Regions from separate parts of the Mus musculus genome. Here regions 1, 2 and 3 are each linked to region 4. A link is a contact called in public HiChIP or PLAC-seq and promoter capture Hi-C data. All regions are on one chromosome and are shown on one strand. Each heading gives the region's core, a stretch centred on a gene start, on an enhancer-like site or on the middle of the called end of the contact. The rest is flanking DNA. Distances are from core to core; before and after follow the strand shown.

Region 1 (3,701 bases), core at 989-3,488, 380 kb after region 4:
TACTCAGCAGGGATGCTTGAAAGGAGTGGATGGAAGAACCTGGAGCCTGGTTGGCACTCTAGGTAACAGATCCCAACTTTCTCTCCCTCGGCCCCACCTGACCTGAGTGTCCCAGAGCCCAAAGTGCACCATCACCTGCCCTGGGACCAAGAGGGGTTCCACTTGGATTTCGCTCGCTCATTGGCAGAGTTTTATGTCTGCTATGTCTAGGCCATTACCCAGAGAGACCATGGCATACAAGATATGGCTGGTTGCTTTATGTGGTTAGAGTTGCTGCCCTGTCAGTCTCCCATTAGACAGTAAATATCACTCCAAACACGAATCCTGCTGGCACTTGCCTAATATTAAGCTTTAGCACTCTAGACCAGGAATTGGGAAAGTTGGGAAACCTGAGCATTCAGGTGAGAGTGAATTCCCCTAACGCCCCACTGGCTGTCCTGAGCTTCTCTGCCCAAGCCCTGGCTACTCCCTAGAATGTTTCTTAGATCCCTAAAAGGAGCAGTGATGCACATGTGCCTCTGCAGAGGAGGTCATTGTGGCAGCCTCACGTAAGATCTTAGGTCTTTTTAGGGGACCTCAAGTTAGGACCAGGCCCATGGTTATCCTCAGAATTCCATGGGTGAGTAGGAGGCCTCTACTCTAGCCCTGTGTCCACCTTGCTCAGGTGAGTTCAGGCTTGACATTGGGGCTGACCAACCCTCTCATTCTCCCAAGGTCAAAGCCTGACTTTGCCCACTTTCTCCAGATCCTGGGATCCATTGAAGGCTGAGGAACTAGACCAGTTTGGCCTGAAAGGAAGTTTCCCTAAACTGAAGGGAGGTCGCATGCCTCTCCCTCCCACGGACCTCCAGCCTCCTTCGTCCCTGAATCCTGAAGCCCCATCAACTGTGTGCCATGTCCTTCTTTCACCACAGCCCCAGGATTGACATTCTGTATCTTCCTCCTGAGACAGGCCTGGGGCACACATGGGAGTCAGCTCATCTGGCTGCAGCCCACTGTGGCTTCTCACCCCATGTTCTTTGGGATAGCCACTTTGGGCCTTCATCTACACATAGGAGCCTTGTCTCCTATTCCTCTGTTGGCTGTAGAGACCTCTGACTGGGGTGGCACCTCTCTGTAGGGCCTACAGGGGTATGGAACTGGTCACGTTCTGGACACATCATGTGATAGCAGTTTCCTTCTCCCAAATTCCCTGGCAATATGCATGTGCCTCTTTAGTAACTACCACACCATGCCCATTTCTTGTGTCTGTCAGTCCACGATCAGGTGCCCGTCCTTTCAAGCTTTGTTTCATGCCCACCCTGCACCCAACCAGCCCAGAGATACACAGGCTTGCTCCCTTAAAAAAAATTACATAGTTTATTTGCTTTTTATTTCACGTTTGCTTTGCCTTCATGTATGTATGTGCACCACACGTGTGCCTGGTGCCTGTAAAGGACAGAAGAGGATATTGGATCCCTGGGGACTGAAGTTATGGATCGTTTTGAACCACCATGCATGTGCTGGAAGTCACACCAGGTCCTCTGGAAGAACAACAGGCACTCTTAACCCCTGAGCCTTCTCTCCAGCCTGGAAGGCTCTCCTAATAAATGTCATATACTCTCATTTCACACACAGAGGCCTTCCTCAGCTGCTGCTGCTGCTTACATATCTACCTGTCTTCTGGTGAAGTTTTCACATCCCTCCGTTCCCTGGAAGCCCCATCACCTCCTGCCTTTCCAGATGTGCCTTTCCAGATGTGTTCTCCTGGGCTCTCAGGAGTGACTGTGTAAATGTGTGTGAGAGTCTTACAACCTCTTGCTATGTGACCCTCGGCAAGTTTCGTAACGGAGATGACCCGTGTGAACCATATGCCTCTGCCTGGTCTGGACACTGTACTCCCTGGCCATCTGCCTGGTCTGGACTTGTCCCTCCACACTGTACTCCCTGGCCATCTGAGGACAGGTCAGCTCATCCCATCCTCTCCTGTTCTAAACAGGTCATAAAGAATTCTCCTGTGAAGACGTTCGCCAGTGCCACCTTCAGCTCCCTTCTGGATGTGTTTCTGTCAACCACCGTGTTCTTGATTCTCTCCATCACCTGCTTCCTAAAGTATGGAGCCACCGCCACCCCTCCCCCACCGGCTGCCCTGGCCGTCTTTGGTGCAGACCTGCTGCTGGAGGTGCTTTCCCTCATAGTGTCCATCAGGTATGCTCCAGTTGGAGAAGTGGCTCCAATGCTTAGCCTCTAGCTCCCTCTTCTGGCTTCATGGTTAAAGGCAAACTGATTAACCAGGTGTTCAATGAGAATAGAACTTCATTCCCTCCCTCTCACCCCATTTCAGGGCACTGACCTTCACCCCACACTGGTGGCACACTAGAGGGTCAGCCGCCCTTCAGCCCAGCTGATGCCAGATCTAAATTAGAGATTAAAAGGAGAAGTGAGGGCTGGAGAGATGGCTCAGCGGTTAAAAGCACTGACTGCTCTTCCAAAGGTCCTGAGTTCAAATCCTAGCAACCACCTGGTGACTCACAACCATCCGTAATGGGATCTGATGCCCTCTTCTGATGTGCATGAAGACAGCTACAGTGTACTTAGATATAATAATAAATAAATCTTTTTTAAAAAAGGAGAAGTGAGAAGTTCAGAAAGAAGAAAGGGGGGAGGAAATGCAAAGGGAGCATATAACAGATGGGAGCAGAGAGCGAGCCTCTGCTAACCTAAGGGTCAGGCTAGCCCAACCAAGGAAGTTGTCAGTTTCCGAGCTTGGAAGGCAGTACTTAGAGATGACAGCAGTGTGTAAGCAACAGGAAGAACAGGGAAGCTGGACCTTGTAGATGTGTACACACGCCGTGGTACATAGACTACTGTCAAAGCAGGCACAGTGGCACAATCCCAGCACGTGGGAGATGGAGGCAGGAGGATCAAGAGTTCAAAGCCACTTTAGTTGTTTAGCAAGTTCAAGGCTACCTGGACTACACAGACCAAAACAAACAAAGATAGCCTAACATGGAAAGAGAAAACCTAAAACAGCGGGGAGGAATATGGATCACATCTGGAACAAGGATCTAATATCCGTAGTGTATCAGGTTGATACTGCTCAGTCATATAAAGACAAGCCAGCCCCCTTCCTTTATTTTTTTAATTGAAAATATTTTTTCATACACTATAGTCTGATCATGGTTCCCACTCCCTCAGCTCCAAGCCTTCTTCCCCTCTCTTTAGAAAACAAACAGACCAAAAAAGGAGGGCTCAAAAAAGAAAGGAAAAGCACTAGAAATATATAAGCATTGAGTTCATTTTGTGCTGGCCATGCACTGCTGGGCATGGGGCTACCCGTAGGTGTGGTTTATGGACCTAGTGAGACTCCATCGGAGAAAACAATGTTCCCTTTGCAAACCGCTGTCAACTGCAGAGAGCTTCTTGATTAGATGGGAGCTCTTGTCCACTTCCCCTCTCAGATTTGGGACCCCATCTGACTTGGACATGCGCAGGCCCTGCCATCATCATCTCTGTGAGTTCATGTGTGCGTCGGTCCTGTTGGCTCTGGAATCGTCCATTCCCTCTGAATCTTACAGTCTTCCCACCCTGTCTTCTACACAGCTCCCTGACCCTGATGAAGGCTTTCATAAAGACATCCCATTTAGGACTGAGTGCTTTGAGGTCTCTGACTCTCCTCACATTGTTCAGTTGTAGGTTTCTGTGTTCCCATCTATGTCAAG
Region 2 (3,169 bases), core at 127-2,626, 450 kb before region 4:
AGTGATGGCGTTACAGGCCCAGCTCTGGCTCAGCTTCAGAGTGGGTAGCCATCACACACTGCTAAGACGGGAATGGTCCTAAGTCTAGAAGCCTGCCGGACAGCAGACTCAAGTAGGCTGTGCACGCACCCACTGATGCATAGCAGCCAGAAGGAGAATGACTTAAAGGAGGGCCTGTCAGCAAAACATAAGGACCTGGGTGTCTTGGGCACAGTAAACAGCCTGCCACATCCCTGTGCCTGCCAAAGAAGGGCTACATGGCTGGAATATGGTAAGGTGTCAGTCTGACCCACCACATGGGCTGGTCCCATTTCCCAGAGGTGAACACTGAGGCTGAATGTAAATGAACACCCTGGGCTCACAAGAGGCTTCTACTGGGGCACAGGGGTTCTAGAAGAGGAATCCCTCCCCCATGCCTGAGAATGATGGCAGTCTAGTCCAGAGACTCTCCAGTCATGTGACTGAATGTTGACCCCAGGGCTTCAGACTCTGTCACTACCCCTGTCCCATTTTTAACGTAATTACTTAAGTAATCTATTTGTAGGGTTGTGGGGGAGTGTATTTTGGCAGAGTCTCAACTTACTATATAGCCTAAGGTATCTTTGAACTCACCTTATATCCCAGGCTGGCTTCAACTCATTCTGTAACCCAGACTGACCCTCAATTAACTACATTAGCTTTGAACTCCTGAGTTCTCCTGCCTGAGCCTCCCATGTGTTGAGATTACCTTTAGGAGCCACTACATCCTAGTCTGACCAGCTCTCTGCAAAACATTTTGGCCGATGAAGAGATCTAGGACAGAGTCGGGCTCAGCCTATGGGAAGCACTGCTAAAGACCCAGACACTGTCGAGGACCAGCAGAGGCAGACAGACAGACAGACAGACAAGAGAGAGACAGACAGAGAGAGAGGAAGACAGAGAGACAGAGAGAGAGAGAGAGAAGCATGGCTCAGCTAGTACCCTAGCAATGTTAGTTACTACCCAAAGCTGAGGGGTACATATAAGCTGAGGCACTGCCAGGGTACAACAACCCCCTGTAGGCAGTATGGGACCTCCCTGGCTCATCTGTGCCCTCCTGCCTGCCTCAGCCTGTCTGGGCAGCCAGAAGAGGGAACTGGCCTCGGGGCTTTGTTCTTTCTGCTGTTTTAGTCACAGCCTTCCAAGTCTGAGAGGCCTTCTGTTGCCCTGCCCTCTCTTAAATGGGTCCCCATTGCTGCCTCCAGAACTCACTCACAGCCCAAAAGGGACTCTTGGGGCCTGGATGCCTGCAGCTGGCCCTTGGCCATTCCTGTTTGAACCCAATAGATAGTACATCTCCCTGCTGCAGGCATGGCCACGGCCGCATGTGATAATGATTTTCCAACGGTTTGACTTTTCTGGGACACTGGCAAACACCACCCTGCACAGGGTGAGTGCCTATCCCGTCTCCATGCTGCTCCCAGCCAGCCATGAGGCTTTTGGCCAACTGTGCCTCCTGCCTGAAGTGCCCTTTCCCTTCTCCCTGATTTACTTGGGTTCCCAGGAGGAGCCCTCACAAGCCTCTACACTGGGACACAACCATCTGCACACTGTCTCAAATAAGTCAATCTTATCTTGGTGTCCTTTGGATTTGTGTGGTAGCCCACTGGATCATGAATATAAGAATAGGAGCAGCCATCAGATCAGAGGCCAGGGATACTGGAAATCCTGAGCAGTGTGTCCCACCCTCATCTAGTCTCTGATCTTCACTAGGGAAGGGGCAGAATAAAGGACAGGGTAACAATGAAGGGCACTAGGTACTGAAATATAAGAAGGAGGGAGAGATGGGAGCATGTAAGCAGAGCCTAAGGGCTGTCAGATGATGGACTGATAAAGATCAATTCAGACCAGATTTTAAGAGACACCTTGTATCCTCACAGGGATACAATTTGCTGAGCTTGCAAAGCAAGTGGATGAAAGGTGAGAGAGAATGTTAATAGGTTTAGAAATGCACAAACAGCAGCCAGGTGTGGTGATGCAGGCCTGCATTCCCAGCACTGGGGAGGCTAAGGCAGGAAGATTGTGAGCTCAGGGCTAATCTAAGCCACAAAATGAGACCTCATCTCAAAACAAAGGCAGCTATCAACAGCAATGAAGATGAAAAAGACAAAAAGCAATTTTATTGCTAACATTTGAATGTAGACAAGCAGATGTATCAAAAATATAAATGGTGGGCTAGAGAAATGGCTCAGCAGTTAAGAACACTGTTGCTATTACAGAAGACCTGGGTTCAGTTCTTAGTACCCATGGCGGTTCACAACCTTATGCAACTCCAGTTCCAGGGGGTCCAATACCCTTTTCTGACCTCCGTAAGCACCAGGCACACTTGTAATGTATAGAGGTACATGCAGACAAAACAGCCACACACAGAGAAATAATAAAATGATATACTCTTGAGAGGGGGACTGGGAAATGATTGATATAAATGACCGTTGATTTCTTTTTAAGGAGAATCTGTGAATATGACCATGAAAGGACAGCCATTCAGTCCTGGTGGTGACCACTTCTTTTTGGTACTATTCTGCTGGCTCAACTGGGTCGTGATGACTTAACTCTAACTCAGAATGACATCCTAATGGCCAGAGGCACCATAGTCAGCTTGAGCCTTGTAAATAGCATAGGAGCCTTCAAGACTAGATTCGTGGCATGACCTTTATGTGTCTGTAATGAGAACTGGAGGCCTGGAAGCCAGGAGTGGTGGCCTTCCCTGGGCAGAAACAGTTCTGGCCTTAAAAACAGAGCAGGAATTATTGCCCCAGCAACCCACACAGTGTAGGGTTGACTTCCCCAGGATTAATAACTGGGTGTGGGGGAACTGACTGTCTAATTACCACAGAAGTTTCTAGTAGGGAAAGTATCGGTCAATTGGCTAATCAATCTGGTATTTATTGAACACCACCTATATGTGGTTTTCTCTTATGATTTCCTTCTGGTGGAGACTTGGAATTTTTTCTCATTCCTGGTGCTCCGCTTTAACAGTTGCTGGGTTTCAGTTCCTTGTTCTTAGCCCTGGCTATATCTGAGAAGACCCTGAGGAGTTCTGCCAGGATATAGCTTATCTCAGACTAAATAAATCAGAACCTTTAGAGGCAATTGCCTCTGAGCCCAGGCTGTGCAGTGAGAAGTAATCACAGTAGTGATATTGATGTCA
Region 3 (3,421 bases), core at 462-2,961, 260 kb after region 4:
CAGTACCAGCTGGCCACTGTTACTTGTTAGCTATTGGTGTGTGCTCCGCTTTTCCAAACCTCAGATACAGGAGGCACATAGTTCCTGCTCAATAAACATCTCTTTCTATCTTTAGCTTTATTCTGAAAAAAAGTTAGAGTTAGAAAAATGTTGTAAAAATACTAGGGAGTTCCCCTGCGACCTACACCCAGCTTCTCCTACTGTTAATGTCTTGGGTAACTGTGGGATTTAATGGGGATGCCATTAAATACACTGCATGTTTCACCAGCTGCCTTCCCACTGTTTTTTGTTTGTTTGTTTTTGTTTTTTTTCCTGTTCTACTTTGCCCTTTAATGACAATTTGCCCCTTACTTGTGACAATACCTTAGGCTCTGTGTTTGGTGACTCTGGCACTGTGAAGAGCACTTGGCAGTTTGGTTGTGGAGTATTTTTCAGATTAAGTTCCTTCCTCAGATGTTTTCTCATAATTAGATGGACATCTTGCACTTTGAGCTGGAATATATCAACAATGACACGTTTACTTTAAAAAGTTCCTGTTTATTGTGGTGCAATACATACTGCATAAAACTTACCATTTATGCAGTTGTACTTATCATTAAAGCAATCCAAAGACACTAGTACGTTCATGAAGTATACCTACTACAGAATCCACGGCGTTGTGTTCTCACTAGTTCCAGATGTTTTCATCACCCCAAAAGGAACCCCCAGGCTTGATAGTGTAGTCAATACCTAGTACTTCATACAACCGCAGGCATCCATCACCTGTATTTTCTCTATAGATTTGCTTGTTCTGGGCATTTCACATTAATACAATCATACAATATGTGGCCTCTTGTGTTTGGTTTCTTTTACCCAGTGTGTTTCAGAGGTTGTAGCAAGTGTACTTCATTTTTATAGTCGAATAATATTCGGTTGTATAGATAGTCTATATTTTACCTTCCTATTCCTGAATTCCACAGTGACTGTGGATGCCTGGGATGGGCCCCGAGAGCTGTGGGAAGGAAGGGTCAGTTAGTCCCCTGTGGTTGCAGAAAAACACTGTACGGTGTGGCAGCCAGGGTGCGACCAGAGAATATAGAATTGTGTTTATTCAGGCCAGAGTTTACACAGACCAATGTAGAACTTATTAATGGGAAGCTGATTTCTTTGAACGTTTTCCTTGTGGAGAGGGAAAAACAGTTGTTCATGTGAAGAATGAAAGATCTTCAAAGTCGGGAAGATAACTTCCCCAGGGGGTTGGCAAAGGTGGTCCTCAGTGGTGCTCGACTTTAGAAGCTATCAGAAGTGGCTTGGCTGGTGATGATCATTTCCATCCCCCAGCAAGTTCAGAGGGGCCTAGCACCACTGGGAACACTCCTACATTGCTGGCAGAATGGGAGGGAGGTCACAATCGAGCAAAGCCAGGGACTGAAAACTTCGATGTATCCAAAAGGTAAACTGCGCTTAGATGCTTCCTGTGCGGACTTGGGGGCCAGGCTGCGGGGCAAGTAGTCAAAGGCAGCCAAGGCCTCGGAAGAAGGCGGAGGCCTGGTGCCCACAGCAGGCGGCCCAGGCTCGGAGCAGCCCAGGGCGGAGGGCGGCGCCCAGAGCGCGTCCGCCCGGCCCCGCCCCGCTGCAGCCCCGAGCCGGGCGCGCGCTCCTAGGCGGGGTGGCGCGCTGCTGGTGCGCGTGTCCCGGACCCGGCGGTGACGTGCGCGGGCCGCGCGTGCGCGCTGCGGCAGAGGAGAGGGGCGGCGCGGGCGCGCGTCTGTCAGTGACAGCGGGAGGGGGAGGAGGAGGGGGCCGGAGATGGTGGTGGCGGCGGCTGCGGCTGCTACTCTTCCGACCTGAGGCAGCGGCTGCGGGAGAGCGGGCGGCGGGCGCAGCCGCAGCGGCATCTGTAGCTCAGGCAGGGCCCCTGGGGCGTGGGCGCGGCGTGCGGACGACCGGCGTGCTGGCCAGCCGGCGTCGCGGGAGTCAGGCTCTGCGGCAGCCCGCACGGCGGTCTGTGGAGGGGCCCGCGCAGTGCCCCGAGCTCGGCTCTGGGCCGGGGTGCGTTCGGCTGCGGGCAGCAGGCCCTGCTAGACCGGCCGCTCGGACGGGCGGCCCTCGGGCTCCTCAAGCTCGCGAGCAGGGGCGCGGGGCAGGGTAGCCCGCTGGTGCTTAGCCGCAAGGGGACGGAACGCGGCAGGAGCCGCAGGTTGGCCCGCGCGCTTTGACGCACCGGGCGCTGCTGCGGCAGGATGAAGCGCTGCTCGCCTCCCGAGTTGTTTTTGCGAAAGCTGCTCCCGGTGCCCCGAGCGCTCAAGGTCTGAACTTCCCTCTGGAGCTGCAGTTGGAGTTGCACGGGGAGAGGCCACCAGCGGGCGACGGCGCCCGAGGGGAGCGCAGCGCAGCGCTGCCGGGGACCCAAGACTCAGCGCGGCCGCGGCACGAGAACCCTGGGAGCACCAGGTACGGCCCGTGCGGTTCTCGCTCGCCTTGGCGCTTTTATGCGCCGTTATGGGCAGTTTTGGTGAACATATGGTGGTGCCTTCCCAAGTGGCTCGCCAGAGCTCGCACTCGCGACAAGCACAGGTCGCGTGGCCCTCCGGGAGTGTGTGTAGTCAGGCCGCTCTAATTCTGCTGGTTTTGCCTGCAGGTGCCCCTGACCTGGTCGGGAAAGGTTCCAAGAGCTCGGCAACATGGCTTCCTCACCCCACCAGCAGCTGCTGCATCACCATAGCACCGAGGTGAGCTGCGACTCAAGCGGAGACAGCAACAGCGTGAGGGTCAAGATCAACCCTAAGCAGCTGTCCTCCAACACCCACCCGAAGCACTGCAAGTACAGCATCTCCTCCAGCTGTAGCAGCTCGGGAGACTCAGGGGGCCTTCCCCGGAGGGTTGGCGGCGGGGGTCGCCTGCGCAGACAGAAGAAGCTGCCCCAGCTTTTTGAGAGGGCCTCCAGCCGGTGGTGGGACCCCAAATTCGACTCCATGAACCTGGAGGAGGCCTGCCTGGAGCGCTGCTTTCCGCAGACCCAGCGCCGCTTCCGGTACGCACTCTTTTATGTGGGCTTCGCCTGCCTTCTCTGGAGCATCTATTTCGCTGTCCACATGAAATCCAAAGTGATTGTCATGGTGGTCCCAGCTCTGTGCTTCCTGGTGGTGTGTGTGGGCTTTTTCCTGTTTACTTTCACCAAGCTGTACGCCCGGCATTATGCGTGGACCTCGCTGGCTCTCACCCTGCTGGTGTTCGCCCTGACCCTGGCTGCGCAGTTTCAGGTTTGGACACCTCTGTCAGGACGTGTTGACAGCTCCAATCATACTCTCACGGCCACTCCGGCGGACACTTGCTTATCTCAAGTAGGAAGCTTCTCCATATGCATCGAAGTGCTCCTTTTGCTCTACACAGTCATGCAGTTACCTCTGTACCTGAGCTTGTTTTTGGGGGTGGTCTATTC
Region 4 (3,625 bases), core at 105-2,604:
CTGTAGGATCTTAGTTCAGGGTAGTGGCTCAGTTCTGAAATCCTGACCATGGCCCTGGTCGACCAATCCTGGAGCATATGATCAATAAACCATCCTGGTCTGACCGAGATCAATGTCTGTGTGATTTGTGAGGCAATTCCTGGACCCCAACATTGTGTGCACACAGATGAGTAGGCAGGGATAGACAGGTGAACAAAAGTAAATGTCCCAGCAGTCAAGAGTACTTGTTTCTCCTTATTTTCGAAGAAGACCCAAGTCTGATTCCCAGCACCCATGTGGCAGTTTAAGACACTTCACAAGGCCAGGGGATCCAACAAGTCTAACCAAGAGCAAGCATAATTACCCACTGAGCCATTTTCCCAACCCTGCCTTCTTTCTCCCTTTTCTTTTCTTTTCTTTCTTTTTTCTTTTTCTTTTTTTTCTTTTTGGGCAGGTTCTCACTATATAGTCCCGAACTATGTAAACCAAGCTGACCTTGAACTTCTGATCTTCCTCCTGAATGCTGGGACTATAGGACTATGTCACTGTGCTGGGGATGGCACCCAGGGCTTCATACATGCCTGGCAAACACTCTACCAACTGAGCTACAATCCACAGCTAAAATCATTTTTAAGGGAAAATTGATGCTCACAGATATTGAGAATAAAGCTATATATCACTTGGTCATTATCATCATACACTCTAGTATGAAAAAAATTGCATTATAAAATGTGTATTTTTGGCTGGGCAGTGATGGTGCACATCTTTAGTCCCAGGACTTGGGAGGAAGAGGCAGGGGGATTTCTGAGTTTGAGGCCAGCCTGGTCTACAGAGTGAATTCTAGGACAGCCAGGACTACACAGAGAAACCCTGTCTCAAAATAAATAAATAAATAAATAAACAAAAATAAAATAAAATAAAAATAAAACTCAAAACAAAGGGGTAGAAAGGGAGGGAAGGGGAGACAAGAGGTGGGAGGGAGGGAGGGAGAGAGAGAGAGATTGAGAGAGAGAAAGATTGAGTCTCAGTGGTTCTTATCTTTTATGGGTCGCGGGGATTATTCCCAGTTTTAGTCTAGTTAATTCTGTCCTGCTATTTCTCAGGTCATTGTAAAACCTCAGGGACCAGTATTGCAAGTCTAATCCTGCAGCAATTGAAGTGTGGTTCCTTCGGTAGGACAGCTGCGGCTCACATGACCTCCGACCAGTGCAGTAGTCCCCCAGGCATCAGGGCGTGACTTCTCAGGTCGTCCTGGCCTCTGAAGAAGGCGGGGCTGAAGGCCGTCGCGCTGAAGAAGGGTGACGTGGGGGCGTGCCTAGGCAGGCCGCAGGAGCTTCCGATTGGTTGTCATCAATAAGGGCGTGGCACCAGGCTGCAGGCTGCTGAGGCGGCAGGCTGCAAGAGTCCAGGGCGGCTTCTCTTCATTCACCTAGTACCTGACGACCCTCGTTCTCCAGCCTGAGCTTGCTCTGTCCCAGCTGCCATGAGTCGCTTCAAGGTGTCCAAGTTTCGGCATATGGAGGCCCGGCCGTCCCGCCGAGAGGTGAGCCCGGCCAGTGGACCCCACTCCCTGGCTTCTGGTCCCGGAGGACTGCCATTCCCAGTGCCTGCCTGTGCAGTGCACACTCTGGGTTGTGAAGACCCTCACCCCACCTCGCCCCATCTGTCCACCCGGAACTTCTCCCTTTAGATGAACCCTAGAGTTCAGGCCGCCCCTTCACTGCTCAGAGGACAGAGTCCGGAGGTCTGATGACGCGCCCTAGTAGTTGGGTGATCCCGGAGGTCGGCCTGGCCGGTTCGCCTCCCCCTGTTACCCCAGGAGGCCTCGCAGCACTCCCAGACGCGAACAGGCCTCTGTTTCCGGTCGGCCTTGCTGGGAACCTGGCTGGGAAACTGTCGACGCCGGTCTCCCCCTTCCAGCAGTCTAGGATCACCCCTGCTCCGGGCCGGCCGGGCTGTGGGAGAGATGCATCTCTTTCTTGTGGTCTCAGTGAGAGGGAAGGTATCATCTGGAGAGGGAGCCCCTGGGGCCAGGCAGGCTTCCTCCCTCGAGTTTCTGCCACTCTTCCTTGTCTACTGGTGCAAGCTCTTCCTTTACTGGGGTGATGATACTAGCGGTTGTTGGGGCCTGGAGAAGCCTAGAGCAGGTGGATCCCAGATGGAGTGTCAAGAAGGACACTCCACTCGGTGAGGCACTGGCCTTTCTCCCCCTGTGTTATTTGGACCTCTAGTGTCCCAAAGCAAGTTAGGACAACCGTGCTCCATTTTCATTCTCTGGACAGTTAGCCTTTCTGTACCTATTGTGTGCTGCTCAGCTCTCTAAAACAGTGAACATTGTGACATTTCCCCTTCTCTGTGGAACTTAACAGCCTCTGGTCAGCAAGCACAATATAAATCCACTGAAGAATCAGAACACCCGGGGGTATGTGGTGGGCTGTGATGTAAAGAAGTGAAGTAGAGTTGAACGTAATAGTATTGTGGAGGACAGTGCCCAGGTGGGTGGATTTCAACAGAGGCCAGAAGGGTGAGAAGAAAAAAAGCCAGTAAAGAAAAAGAAAGTGGCCGGGCGGTGGTGGTGCAGGCCTTTAATCCTAGCACTTGGCAGGCAGATTTCTGAGTTCGAGGCCAGCCTGGTCTACAGAGTGAGTTCCAGGGCAGCCAGGGCTACACAGAGAATCCCTGACTCGAAAAACCAAAAAAAGAAAAAAGAAAAAAAGAAAGTGAACCCAGGGTGGACAGAGGCCATTAGCCAGGCAAAGCTGGTGACAGATGAGTTACAGGGCAGCCCTTCAGAGGAAGAAGTTGAGTTTTGTTATGAGTATAGTATGGCGCCATTGAAAGCTTGAGAGGAAGTACACAGTGCTTAGATTTGGATGCAGACTATTACTAAGAGTGCAGTAATGATTAGTGGACGGATCTGGAGAGACCTTCAGGGCTCTGTGGCTTCTCTCTGTATGGACCTCCTTCTAGTAAGTTAATCAGACAGGCCCACAGAACCGGGGGCCTCAGGAGTGCTTGTTACTGAGGCAAGAAGGATTGCAGATCTGTGCTTTGACACCAACAGAGGGAATGGGGTCCTTGATCTCAGTTGCAGGGCGAGCGCTCTTCTTTCCCATATGCGGGGTGTCACCATTACTGCCTTCACTCATCCAGGGCGGAGCATGCTCTGAGGAAGCCAGATCTTTATCTTCTCCCTACTGAGTGTGATGTTCACAAGGGGCCGTGGGCCCTGGCTTCAGCAGAGTAGCCACAGGAGCACACCCATCTTCTGTTAGATGGTCACTTCCTTGCCACTTTCATACTCTTGTTTTTTTTTTTTTTTTTTTTTCTTTTTGAGGCAGGGTTTCTCTGTGTAGCCCTGGCTGTCCTGGAACTCACTCTGTAGACTAGGCTGGCCTCAAACTCAGAAATCCACCTGCCTCTGCCTCCCGAGTGCTGGGATTAAAGGCCTGCGCCACCACTGCCCAGCTCCTTCCCACTCTTTGAACTGAAATATTCCCCCCAGAGACACATGCATTTCCTCTGACAGCCGCCTCCTCATCCTTATTAGGGAACTGATTTGCTAAATAGAATCACCCTCTGAGCTAGTTAGATTATTTCAAGAACATTTGCTATTTTTTAAGGGACTGAGTGGGGGCAGACCAAA

What was found. Promoter capture Hi-C pulls out the DNA fragments that hold promoters and counts their contacts. HiChIP or PLAC-seq counts read pairs in DNA pulled down with a chosen protein or histone mark.
Region 1: a contact with region 4 is called in a promoter capture Hi-C map of liver, with 2.0 times the contacts expected there. The contact joins the enhancer-like site here to the promoter of Coro7 in region 4. A contact is called at or near these places in 17 of 39 promoter capture datasets (the 3T3-L1 cell line, 3T3-L1-derived adipocytes, the C10 cell line and 10 more), 5 of 15 datasets of contacts at CTCF or cohesin (CD8 T cells, the NIH/3T3 cell line, embryonic stem cells and 2 more), 61 of 484 Hi-C or Micro-C datasets (the C10 cell line, the CH12 cell line, the G1E-ER4 cell line and 28 more), 5 of 115 datasets of contacts at active chromatin or transcription factors (the SCID.adh cell line, astrocytes, bone marrow-derived macrophages and 2 more) and 1 of 9 other capture datasets (embryonic stem cells).
Region 2: a contact with region 4 is called in a promoter capture Hi-C map of liver, with 2.6 times the contacts expected there. The contact joins the enhancer-like site here to the promoter of Coro7 in region 4. A contact is called at or near these places in 6 of 39 promoter capture datasets (embryonic stem cells, hippocampal neurons, liver and 1 more), 2 of 484 Hi-C or Micro-C datasets (embryonic limb bud and epidermal suprabasal cells), 5 of 115 datasets of contacts at active chromatin or transcription factors (embryonic stem cells, large pre-B cells, pancreatic cancer cells and 2 more) and 2 of 9 other capture datasets (adipose tissue and embryonic stem cells).
Region 3: an H3K27ac HiChIP or PLAC-seq map of microglia shows a contact between it and region 4, with 5 times the contacts expected there. The contact joins the promoter of Adcy9 here to the promoter of Coro7 in region 4. A contact is called at or near these places in 3 of 39 promoter capture datasets (3T3-L1-derived adipocytes, the C10 cell line and liver), 4 of 484 Hi-C or Micro-C datasets (LSK cells, embryonic stem cells, muscle stem cells and 1 more), 2 of 115 datasets of contacts at active chromatin or transcription factors (microglia and pancreatic cancer cells) and 1 of 9 other capture datasets (adipose tissue).

Annotation. Positions count from the first base shown.
Region 1 is chr16:4,302,863-4,306,563 of GRCm38.p6, reverse strand. Adcy9 (adenylate cyclase 9) reads left to right here. Exons shown (of 11, transcript NM_009624.3): 7 at 1,979-2,187. Among named protein-coding and RNA genes, the nearest start is that of Gm36359, 20 kb to the right of the region's middle. Within about 2 kb of position 2,238, at least 5 of the 459 cell types and tissues checked have an H3K27ac peak or open chromatin away from gene starts, as enhancers often do. A contact at or near this core is called in bone marrow-derived macrophages and liver, where this site is marked.
Region 2 is chr16:5,125,003-5,128,171 of GRCm38.p6, reverse strand. The region is part of intron 1 of Ppl (periplakin); the gene reads left to right. Among named protein-coding and RNA genes, the nearest start is that of Ppl, 5.9 kb to the left of the region's middle. Within about 2 kb of position 1,376, at least 5 of the 459 cell types and tissues checked have an H3K27ac peak or open chromatin away from gene starts, as enhancers often do. A contact at or near this core is called in liver, where this site is marked.
Region 3 is chr16:4,418,788-4,422,208 of GRCm38.p6, reverse strand. It overlaps Adcy9 (adenylate cyclase 9), which reads left to right and starts at 1,711. Exons shown (of 11, transcript NM_009624.3): 1 at 1,711-2,433; 2 at 2,621-3,421. The coding sequence starts at 2,664.
Region 4 is chr16:4,677,449-4,681,073 of GRCm38.p6, reverse strand. It overlaps Coro7 (coronin 7), which reads left to right and starts at 1,354. Exons shown (of 28, transcript NM_030205.4): 1 at 1,354-1,522. The coding sequence starts at 1,463.